Linked DNA regions of Sus scrofa: region 2 is linked to region 1. Evidence: chromatin contacts called from public Hi-C data. All regions are on one chromosome and are shown on one strand. Each heading gives the region's core, a stretch centred on a gene start, on an enhancer-like site or on the middle of the called end of the contact. The rest is flanking DNA. Distances are from core to core; before and after follow the strand shown.

Evidence for each region. A called contact is a pair of places that touch in the nucleus more often than the background predicts.
Region 2: a contact with region 1 is called in a Hi-C map of liver, with 2.5 times the contacts expected there. The contact joins the promoter of MED26 here to the promoter of MYO9B in region 1. A contact is called at or near these places in 1 of 5 promoter capture datasets (liver) and 2 of 47 Hi-C or Micro-C datasets (heart right ventricle and liver).

What each region holds. Positions count from the first base shown.
Region 1 is chr2:60,564,595-60,569,791 of Sscrofa11.1, forward strand. It overlaps MYO9B (unconventional myosin-IXb), which reads right to left and starts at 2,885. Exons shown (of 42, transcript XM_021083575.1): 1 at 2,783-2,885. It overlaps HAUS8 (HAUS augmin-like complex subunit 8), which reads left to right and starts at 2,981. Exons shown (of 11, transcript XM_021083576.1): 1 at 2,981-3,249. The coding sequence starts at 3,221.
Region 2 is chr2:60,981,462-60,986,658 of Sscrofa11.1, forward strand. It overlaps MED26 (mediator of RNA polymerase II transcription subunit 26), which reads left to right and starts at 2,772. Exons shown (of 3, transcript XM_003480761.4): 1 at 2,772-3,129. The coding sequence starts at 3,058. It overlaps LOC102160178 (a long non-coding RNA gene), which reads right to left and starts at 2,607. Exons shown (of 2, transcript XR_301790.3): 1 at 2,401-2,607; 2 at 1,370-1,591.

The DNA of each region.
Region 1 (5,197 bases), core at 1,635-4,134:
GTTTGAAGTCATTAATGATCCTTCATGTTTCTAGAAAGCACGAGGAGCCATCTCTGATGTCATTACCTGGCTGAACCTCAGTTTCCATATTGAACAAACAGGGACCAGGATCCCCTTGCTGTCTGCTAGTTGGCAAAATAAAAGAGTTGGGTATAAAAGCGTCTATTGCAGAAGATGCTCAATAAAAGAGCTGTGCAGGGATGTGCTTACATGGCTCCCTCTTTGGGCTTGGTTTAACATCTCCATATCCTTCAAGACTTGGCTTGGGGCCAGCCACTCCTTCTAAGGAAAGTTGTCAGAATCCCCCATGCCCCAAGTCTTGCACTGGTTGTTCCTGATTCTGTTCCCACAACTTCTTGTCACCTGTTGGTGCAATAACCAACTACTCTGAACTCCATTATTCCTGTGGGCGAGTGCCCACTAGAATGTCCCTCCTCTAGGTACAAGGGCTCATCTCTGTCCCTGGGACCCAGCCCACAGAGCTTGGCACAATCAGCCCTCACTTAACAGAACTCCAGGCCCACCCGAGACACATGACTTCAGAGAAACAAGGAAAGGGAAGCAGCAAGTTAACAAGCCCCTTTGAGGAATGAAAATGGGTCCCTCAGTGAAACAGAAAGGGGAGAATCCCAAGTCCCCACCTGCTTCTCTGAGTCACAGGCCTGGACCTGAGAGAGGATCTTACCCAGGGATTTCCAATCAGAAGGACATAGCTGAAACTTTGGACAGGTATGATGTGCAAAAGCACATTTTGGCACTGCTGATTTTCTATATGGAAGATAAAGGAGCAGTAAGATAACTGTTTTCAGATATAAACTGTAGGATGGAAAGCTGAACAAAAGGGGGAAAAATCACTGCAGTGGGGATTCCCCTGTTGGGGGCTGTATAAAATTAGAGGGGGCTGTGTGCTGGAGATGCCGAGGTTGGGTTTCAGAGTTGAGAAACAATGATTAGGCCAATCTGTTTGTTTTGCAAGAAACAAAGAGACTTGACCAAGGTTAGGACCGCCAACACAGGACCCTCCATGAGAGCCTGCCTGGCTATGCTCCTGGTGCAAGGAGGAAACGACTACAGGGCTGTGGAACCAGAAGATTCTGGTCTGGTTTAGGGAGGGGAGGGGGGAGGGGGGAGCAGGGGAGCGTCCTGGCCAAGGCAAGCCCATACTCAAAACCTGCAGGAGGCACGGCTGGGGCTCTAATCATGGGTTCTGGCCAAGTGAGGCTGGGAGCCTTGCTTATGGAAGGTTCCATAAGGGCCAGAACATTCTGGAAGTGAAAGGGGTGGTTATCTTTCTGTAGCCCTCTTTACATTCAGAATCTGAAGCTATCCAGATTCATGTCCCGAATGCGTTAAAAACCCAGGCTCCCTGGCCCTTCTTGCAGATCCCAGACAAGGATTCACAGGGTTAGGAAATTAATGCTGATCAAAACTATTTAGTGCAAGGCCCCCACCAGACCCAGGCATATCGGACACAACTTTCTGGCTGCCCATGTCACCTCCCACTGCTCCTGGATGCCTAAAGAGTCTGGAGACTCCAAGACCAGAATATACCTCAGGAAGAAAGGAGCGGGTACCCACCAAGTGTAAGGCACAATCTTCCCACCAGCTCCCACCTCAGACAAAGAGGTACAGGAGAGGCTTTCCCTTAAAGACCCCTGGCCTACAGGGCGCCTGCTGGCTGCTATGCCTCTCCCAGGCTGAGCAAGCTCAGAGCCGCTGGGGGACAGATTTCCTGTATGTCGTTTTACCCATTTAAGTCCAAGGATGCAACTCGGAGGAGGTGGTGACAGCTTAGCACATGCGGGTTCTGTGCACACCCACCCCCCTCCCCGCTGAAACCCAGTTCCGGTCCCATAGCGGGCCCAATAGCACCTTCCTTGCTCTCTAGAACCCCCGGGCTCTGGCCAGCCCTGTCTTAGGAGGAGAGTGTTGGGTTTTCAAGTCCTGAATACCACCCAGAAGGCGCTGGGACTAGCCTGGCTCACCCAGCAGTTGGGGGCAAAGTCAGGAATAAGATGAATCAAGAGGGGGACAGGAAGGCCCTCGAATCTCCATGGGCTGCACCCCAACATCGGAACCGGGCCACTTTAGTCCTTTCATTTCCTTTAGTCTTTTCCTTCCTCCCCTCCTCCCCAGGCGCTCCCTGGACCGGACCTCAGCTGTTTCTTGCCTTGACTTCTACCCCCGCTTCTGCCTCTCCTCCCCTCCCCCATTTCTCCTCTTACCAATTCGGCCAGCCACCGTACCACTGGGTTCAGAACCCCTCGCGTTTATTGAGCAACCACTGAGTCCTAGGCACTGCCCTCCCTCAGGCACTATTCCTCTACCTCTTCAACCGCAGGAAGACGCCCCCAGGCCGTCCTGCACCCCTTCCCTCCCAATCGCACCCCGACTGTTCCCCCAGCGGCCTCGCTCCTCTCAACCCCCAGCTTGGGCCTCTCAACCCCGCCTCTTTGCCTCTCCCCCTCCCAGCCCCATTTCCTGCGACCCTCCAACTACCACTTAAGCCACGTCCTCCACAGAGAAGCTGCTCAAAGCCACAAGATCTGCCTCCACACCCGCCCAAAAACTCCTTCACCAGACTCATCACATCAACTTTCCTTCATCCTCCCATTCCCACTCCGTCTCCTGCAAACCCTCCGCGACACCCACGCTCGTTCCCGCCCCCTAGACCCCTGCCTTCGCGCCCCCCCAATAACCCTCAGATCCGTCCCTCCACAAGGCAGCCCGCCGATGAGAGCTTCAAGATCGAACACTCAACCCGCGGCCGCCCGGCACTCACCTGGGCCTCGGCCGCCGCGCGCCGCCGGTCCCGGGCCGGATCCCCGCCCGGCAGCCAGCCCGCTGCTCCTCGGGCCGCTCCGCCCCGCCGCGCCCGCGGCTCCCCCGCGCGCTCCCGCTTCCGGGTTCCGGAGGGGCGGGGTCCGGGGGGCGTGACGCCAGCGCGCTAGGGGGCGGGGACCCCTAAACCACGCCCATCACTTCCGACCCGGCCCCTGCCACCGGCCCATGCCACCGCCCCCTGCCACTGGTGGGCGAAACCAAGTGTGAGGGGAAGGCAGAGAGGCGCACGCGGAGGAGTCGCCCGCTCTGCCTACAGCCACACTCATCACGGCCCGCGGCAACCCCTCCTGAGGCGTCTCAATGTGGCCTGGTCGAGGTGGGGGCGGGGGCGCGGGCGCGGACTTGAAGAGCAGGCCTTTGAGTTGAAGGCGGGAAAATGGCGGATACCTCGGGGCGTGGCGCTGGGTGAGTTGAGATGCTGCGGGTCTGGATTTGTGGGTGCCAGTGGAGGGCCATGGTCGAGCGCTAGGGACAGAAGGGCAGCAGAGTTGGGGAGCGAGGGTCCTCGGGGAGAGTCCGGATCTGACCCGTCCGAGAACCATGGAGGATGCGTAGGTTCTGGGAGGTGGGATGCAGCCCATGCGCATGCCCTGCAGCGTGGGCTCAGGACCAGAGGTTGAGTTCGAGTCCCTGGTCAAGCCTGCTAGATCCTGGGTCATCTCTGGCGAGTGGCTTAAACTTCTTTGCCTCGCTTTCCTCCGCGGGCTGATGACGCTACCGCTCAACCTTGTAGGCTTAGTGGGTGGTTTCAAAGCGTTTAAAACAGTGACTGGACCCTAAAAGTGGTCCTTTGTTATTACAATTATCATTTTGCAGTGGACAAAGGAGATGATGGAGTTTTAGGGAGGGAAGGTCATTTGCTCAGGCCCACACAGCAAGAGCAAGGGTTAGGGTTAGGTAACATTTCCCTGGTGCCAGGCATGATTCCTGGGCTGTGTTTATTTGTTCATTCCACAATGTCTTTTGTGCCTGTGTGAATTAAAATTGAGTAGGCCATGTGAAATCACTTTTGTTTCCTCCACCTGATCTCGGAGAGACAGGAGTGACTAATGACTTGAAGTTAGATCTTAACTGCTCAGGAATTGAACTTGGGCAGCCTGGGTGAAAATCAGGAATCCTAGCCCCTAGACCAGCTGGATGCTAGAAGCAAAATCGCCCTAATTCTTGAATCGATTGAAAGCAAGAATATTTCAAGGAGGCAAAGCCTGAAAAAACAGGCACAAAGTTTATATGACCTGTATAAACCTACAGTCCTTGTCTGGAAAATGAAGATAAAGCAGGTCAACTGTTAGGTATTTTTAGGGTTGGGAGGATTCCAAGGAAGGAGCAGAGCAGGTGGCACCCAGCCAGCATTTGTTAAAGTTGCTTCTCCCTGCTGTGCCTGGAGGCGTCCCCCACCATGGCCTGGGTCTCACTTTGGTGTCCCCAGAGCCTACTACACAGAAGGAGGCTGCAGTGAGCTGAGCACGGGGACCACCACTGCTGTCACCAGTGGAGCCTGTCGTGTAACATCAGCAGGATTTACAGCATCCAGGCTCCTGTCTGGTATCCACTTGCCCAAACTGGACCCAGCTCTCCCATACCTGCCAACTAATTAGTCAGTGATTCTTAAATTCATGGAACCCAGTCCCCTATCACATCAGGCTTTGTTCTTTTTTTATTATTTTTCATTTTTTTGTCTTTTTAGGGCCCCGCCTGTGGCACATGGAGGTTCCCAGGCTAGGGGTTGAATCAGAGCTGTAGCTGCCAGCCTACACCACAGCCACAGCAACACCAGATCCTTAACCCACTGAGCAAGGCCAGGGCTCAAACCCTCCATCTCATGGTTCCTAGTCGGATTCGTTTCCACTGCGCCACAATGGGAACTCCCAACAACCTAATTTTAGAACATATTAGAACCACCAATCTGTGTTTCTGTCTCTATGGATTTGCCTCTTTTGGACATTTCACATCAGGGGAATCATACAAGCCTTATGTGCTTGGCTTCTTTGACCCAGGGTAACATTTTTGTGATTCATCTTTTTCAGCATATATCAGCACTTCATTCCTTCTTAGGGCTGAATAATATTCAGGGTTCATTTTTTCTTGACAGGAGTTTTGCAGCAGACTTCTCTCCCCTGCGCCCCATCACTCATTCTCCATGACAGCAGATCCGCAACCTCAAGTGCTGTCATATAGGGCAAGGTCATCTCTGGAATGGGGGCGCCCTATGCATTATAGGGTGTTGAGCAGCATCCCTGGTCTCCACCCATTAGGCTGATAGCTGCTCCCTCTGTTGTGACAATCACAGATGTCTTCACAGGTTTCCAAATGTCTCCCAGGAGTCAGAATTGCCCTCCATTGAGCACCCCTG
Region 2 (5,197 bases), core at 1,522-4,021, 420 kb after region 1:
GTTGAAGACAGGTCCTGTGCAGTTGTGGGAGCTGGCCTGCACACAGCCTCTGTTTCTGATGCCCTTGCTTGTCCAGCTTGGGCCACTGAAGTTTGTCAGAGAATACACTCCCAACCTGCCAAGTTTGGCTGAGGGTGCTTTGCATTCAGGCTCCTAAAACTACCTTCTCTGCCACTTCTCATGGCAAGAGCCAGTCGTGAGGTCAGAGCTACTTCCTCTCCCTTCCTCTTGGAGGCCACCTTACTGTGAGGCAGCCTTCCCAAGGGCACTCCAAGCATAGAAGATCTTGTCCTCTTAGGACAATAGAGATTGTACTCTCTGTCTAAATAATTTAAGGGACATATCACCAGGGAAGAACCACTACAGCAAGAAGATTTACCTTTAGCTCCTTCTTTGCCATTTCAAGTGTCTCTTCCTCGAAGCAAAACACCTGCTAGGTGAACTTAATCTACCCTGAAACTAAGAGAACTGTTAATGTTTTCAAGACTTCTGTTCATTGGCTGTCTGACTTAATCTTTACTATTACAAGCACCCTTTGTATATATGTTAAATGTGGAATAAAACCATTTATATACTACATACAGATATCTGTGTGTGTTCATGTGCATCCTCGTGTACACAGTATTTATATTTAATGTAATAAGTTATTAAATATTGAGCCCCCACTGTGTGTGAGATCTGTGGAACTGAACTGCCTGAATGTGTGTACAATTGCCGTGTATCTGGATAAGATGTTCATTCCCTTTTTTCACATGTATTTAATAATCACTCTTCTATCTGCTGGGGACACAGTCAAGTCAGTGCCCTTGCAAAGCTCACAGTCATCTTAATCTTTCTTAATTTAAAAAGAGCAAGTAGGGAATTCCCATCTTGGCTCAGCAGGTTATGAACCTGACTAGTATCCATGAGGATGTGGGTTAGATCCCTGGCTTCACTCGGTGGCTTAAAGATCCTGAGTTGCCATCAGCTGTGGTGTAGGTCATAGATGAGGCCTTTGGGTGGAGGCCAGCAGCTGTAGCTCTGTTTCGATCCCTAGCCTGGGAACCTCCATATGCGGCAGGTGCAACCCTAAAAAGAAAAAGTAAATAAAAAGCAAGTAAGTAGAGTGCTTTTTAGATTTTTCTTAAATAACCTGACCCTTATGAAACAAATTATTTCTTTGTAACCCTTGATTAATATATATACATTATTAATATTAATACATATATTAATATTATATGAGTCAGAAATTAAAAAAAAGAGAGGTTGGAACGGGATGCTTGGAGGCGTGCTTGTTTTGCTTATCTGAAGTGAGATAAGGAATATCTCCAAATGGGCCCGTTTCCAACCTGGACCAGGTAAACAAAGCATCTCATTCTAGGAGAGAGAGTAAATTATTTGCCCATATTTATTTTCTCCTACAAGGGTGATGTAAAAGTTTTCACATGTGCAGAAGCAGGCAACCACAACCACGTGTGGAAACAGCCGTTTTTGTAAATAAAAATGCTTCCCAGAAACATGACAAATGCAAGACTAACAGGTGTAGCACAGATCCAAGGCGCACATGTGGTTTTCATCAGCTGCCTCTCTCCTGTTTTAAATCTAGGTCTTCCTGTAACAAACGAAAAAAGTTATTTCTCCCGAGGCTGCGACTAATAATCCACTCAGCCTGCCCTTTCATCCCGTCACATAACTGAGTATTTAGCAGAGCTTCCAGAGGAGACAGCAATGAAAGAAGGCGCGGGGGTCGGCTTAGACTTGACAGTTAACAATTCTGGGCTTGACCTAGAACTCTGGATGACCTTGGGCCTCAGTTTCCTTCTTTGTAGTGGAGATTGAGAGAATGAGGACTGAAGGGTCTTTCTTTTAAACCAGGGATTCTCTACAGGAGTCGATTTTTGCCAGCCAAGGGACCTCTGGCAGTGATTGGAGACATTTTTGGCTGTCCCAGGCGGGGGAAAAGGGTGCTACTGGCATCTAGTGGGTAGAAACCAGGGATGCTGCTGAACATCATGCAATGCACAAGACAGGCCCTACAACAGAGTGATCCCAGCCCCAAATGTCTGGGCAGGTTGACTCCAACGTTGCGAGCTTGGCGTAGATACAGGCTTGCAACGCTGGTGTCAGCTCAGGGGTTGGCTTTGGGGCTTTCCTAGCTGGGGCGGCGGCTCCCATGCGGGGCGCTTGGCTATCGCACATTTTCGGGATCCCGGCCCGAGGCGCTGCAGACCCGTGCTCGTATCAACGCCCTCTGGAGGGGGAGGGGCTGGAGTGTTCCCGCACGCTCAACTGACCCTTACACGCACAAATTCACTACGGGGAAGTCTGCTCCCCTGGCCCTCAGAAACGCAAATAGAGGGCTTGTGAAAGACCCCAGGCTCAGAAAACTTGGCAGCTTCTCCTGCCCGCGATTTCCATCACCTCCATCAGAACAGGGAAAGCTTTTCTCCCCGAGGAGAGGTCCTTCGGCTGCTCTGATACGGCCTCCCACAGCGCCGGAGTTCAAGGACTCGGCGCCCACCTAGCGTTTCGGTCGGAGACCTCGGCCCCCAAGCCGGGGCGGGGGCGGGGCCTGCAGGCGGTGGCCGTTGCCCCGCCCAACCGCCTCCCAACGGCTCCCTTGGCCGGGCGGCGGGGAGGAACCAAGCGGTGGGGCGAGTGCGCCTGCGCGCGCATGCGTATGGGTATGGGGCCGGGCCCGCGCGTGGCCCCGCCCAGGTTCGGCGTCTCTGCCCGCCCCATCTCCCAACCTCCTCAGCGTGGCGCCGACGCTGCGTGCGGCGCGGGTTACCCAGAGTGCTCCGCGCGAGGGTAGCTCACTGGAGTTTGGTTCTCGAGGCGGCGGCAGCAGCGGCAGAGGCTCCGGCGGCTCCTCCTCCTCCTCCGGTGGCGGCGGCGCCCCGGGCCTGAGCCCCGGCCCCGGCTCCCCCTCTGCCACCCCGCGCGCCCCCACTTTCTCCGGCGCCGCGGGGAACATGAGGCTCCGCTCCCGGAGGCCGGCGAGTGAGTGACCCCCGTCCCCCACCTCAGCCCGCCCGCCCGCTGGCCCGGCCGCTCCCCCCCCGCCTCGCCCAGGCAATGACAGCGGCTCCGCCGTCTCCGCAGCAGATCAGGGACCGGCTGCTGCAGGCCATCGACCCCCAGAGCAACGTAAGTGTCCACGGCACGGGCTGTGGTGGAGGCCGCGTGGGCCCGGGACCCTCCCCCTCCCTACTGCCTCTCTCCTGCCGGGTTCTGGGGGACCCGTCGGACGCTCACCTGCCCCCAAGGGCCGCTGCCATCTCGGCCTCTCGCCCCTCGGGCCCGGGTCGGGGCAGGTCGGGCAGCCCGGCGGCGTTCGGTACGTGAGGCCGAGGCTTTCGTGAGGCCTGGGCGGAGGGAGCAGATGGGAGCTGAGACCAGAGCTTTTCCTCAGTTCCCGCTCCAGCTCTTCGACCCTTGCTGCTACTGACAGAGCTCGCTTGCCTTTTCCTTCCCGGGAGACCCCCGACCCCCGGGAAGCCCTCCCGGCGCGGGGGAGGGGAGAGGGAAAGGCTGTGGAGCAACTGGTGTCCGGGGTATGATTCGGGGATCCCGTGTCGCCAGTGTCTCGGCCTTCTGGGTGATCGGGAAGTCCTTCGCTTTCCTCCCGGCTGGAAGCACCTTCCCGGCTTCGGAGAGAATCCCTCGACTTGCTTTGCCCCTAGCCGGCTGCCTAGGGCGCGTAAAGAGTCCTCTTCGGTTCTGAGAGTGAACATGTCTTTGCAGGATCCCTCCTGGGGTCGCTGCTGACGGAAGACGATCTTGTGGAGAGTGGATTCTTTTACCTTTCTGGGCCTGAGTACTCACTGCGTCTCTGACCAAGCCAGAGCCCCGCTTTTTGGTAGTGAATTAGAGGTGATTGTTTTCTCTCCCATTCCCCCCATAGCCCTCCTTCAGCTGTCTCTTCCCCCTACCTGGGGTCCCAGCCTGTTGGTTTGTGACCTAGACCATCCGGGTTAACCTCAGGGTGTTGCTTTCTCAGACGCTCCTCTACCCAGGCTGCTGTTTGTAGAGGGATCTTCCCTGCCCCCTTCCGTGTGTGGGGGGAAAGATTCATTGAGTTCTCATATCTTCTCTGAGTGGTTGCTGGCCATAAGGGTCATTTTTCCCTGTGGCAGGAGCAGGTTCAGCAGTAGGAAGATGCAGTAGCATCCAAGTAAGAGATGAGTCCCTGCATTTCCTGGGAGACCAGGAAGTGGCCCTTAAGATCATTTTTTAATGTACTGGGGCTAGAAGGAAAAACCCTCTTGGGCTTGGCCAGGTAACTCAGGTTTCTATCACTATGGAGGCTTTTGCTTTTCTTTTACAGGAGTTTGGCTGATTACTTTTAGCAGTAGGCTTTAGCTTAGCATTTTTAGAATTCATGTTGGATTGTACAGTTTTGGTAGATATAGAGAAGTTATGCTCTAAGACTCTGATTTCTATATCATAAGTAATTCTGTTGTTCCTGGTCTACAGGCCCTATTAGAGTAGCCGTGGTGGTAATTGTCTTTAACAAATGTTGTATACATTTTTTTTTATGACTTTGGGGGTGGACTAGGCACAAAGTATATAAGATCTTGCAGGATTTTTGCAGTAACTGGTGCCGCAGAGGTTCCCAAGACTGAAATATTAGAGGATAAAACAAGTGATGTGAAAAATGTAGCCTTGGTGTCTTTTGCATCAGTCAGAGTGTAATTTCTTGAATTCCATTTGCGTGTTTGCCTTCCAGAGAATCTGAAAGGTTCCTGAGATATTAGCACTGATCCTTAATGCCATCTAGGAGAGCTTTGGGATCAGGAGGGGCTTTGATGCATAGTCCCCGTATTGTAGATTAGGTGGGGCAGTGACCTCAGGGGTTCCAGTGTTGTGTAAGGCTCTAATCTGAAAGGTTCCTCCTAGGAATACAGGAGGAAGAGGGTCCAAGCCCACCATTGTGTTGTATGTTATGGTATTCACATTTCACATGGCTTATTTGGGACAACTCTTGTGATAGGTGTGTGTGGAATCTTACTAATGTAAATGTAGTGGATAGAATTGAGAAGTTGCCTCTGAATATGAGTGATGAGAAAGTGCCTCCTTTAAATGCTGCTACTGTCAGTGTCAGCCCTGAATATCACTATAAGCCATTGGACAGGAGTGTGGCTTGGAGCAAACCCCAAGCCACACTCCTGTCCACACTCCTGTGGATAGAGATGGTACAAGTGTATCTCTGCAG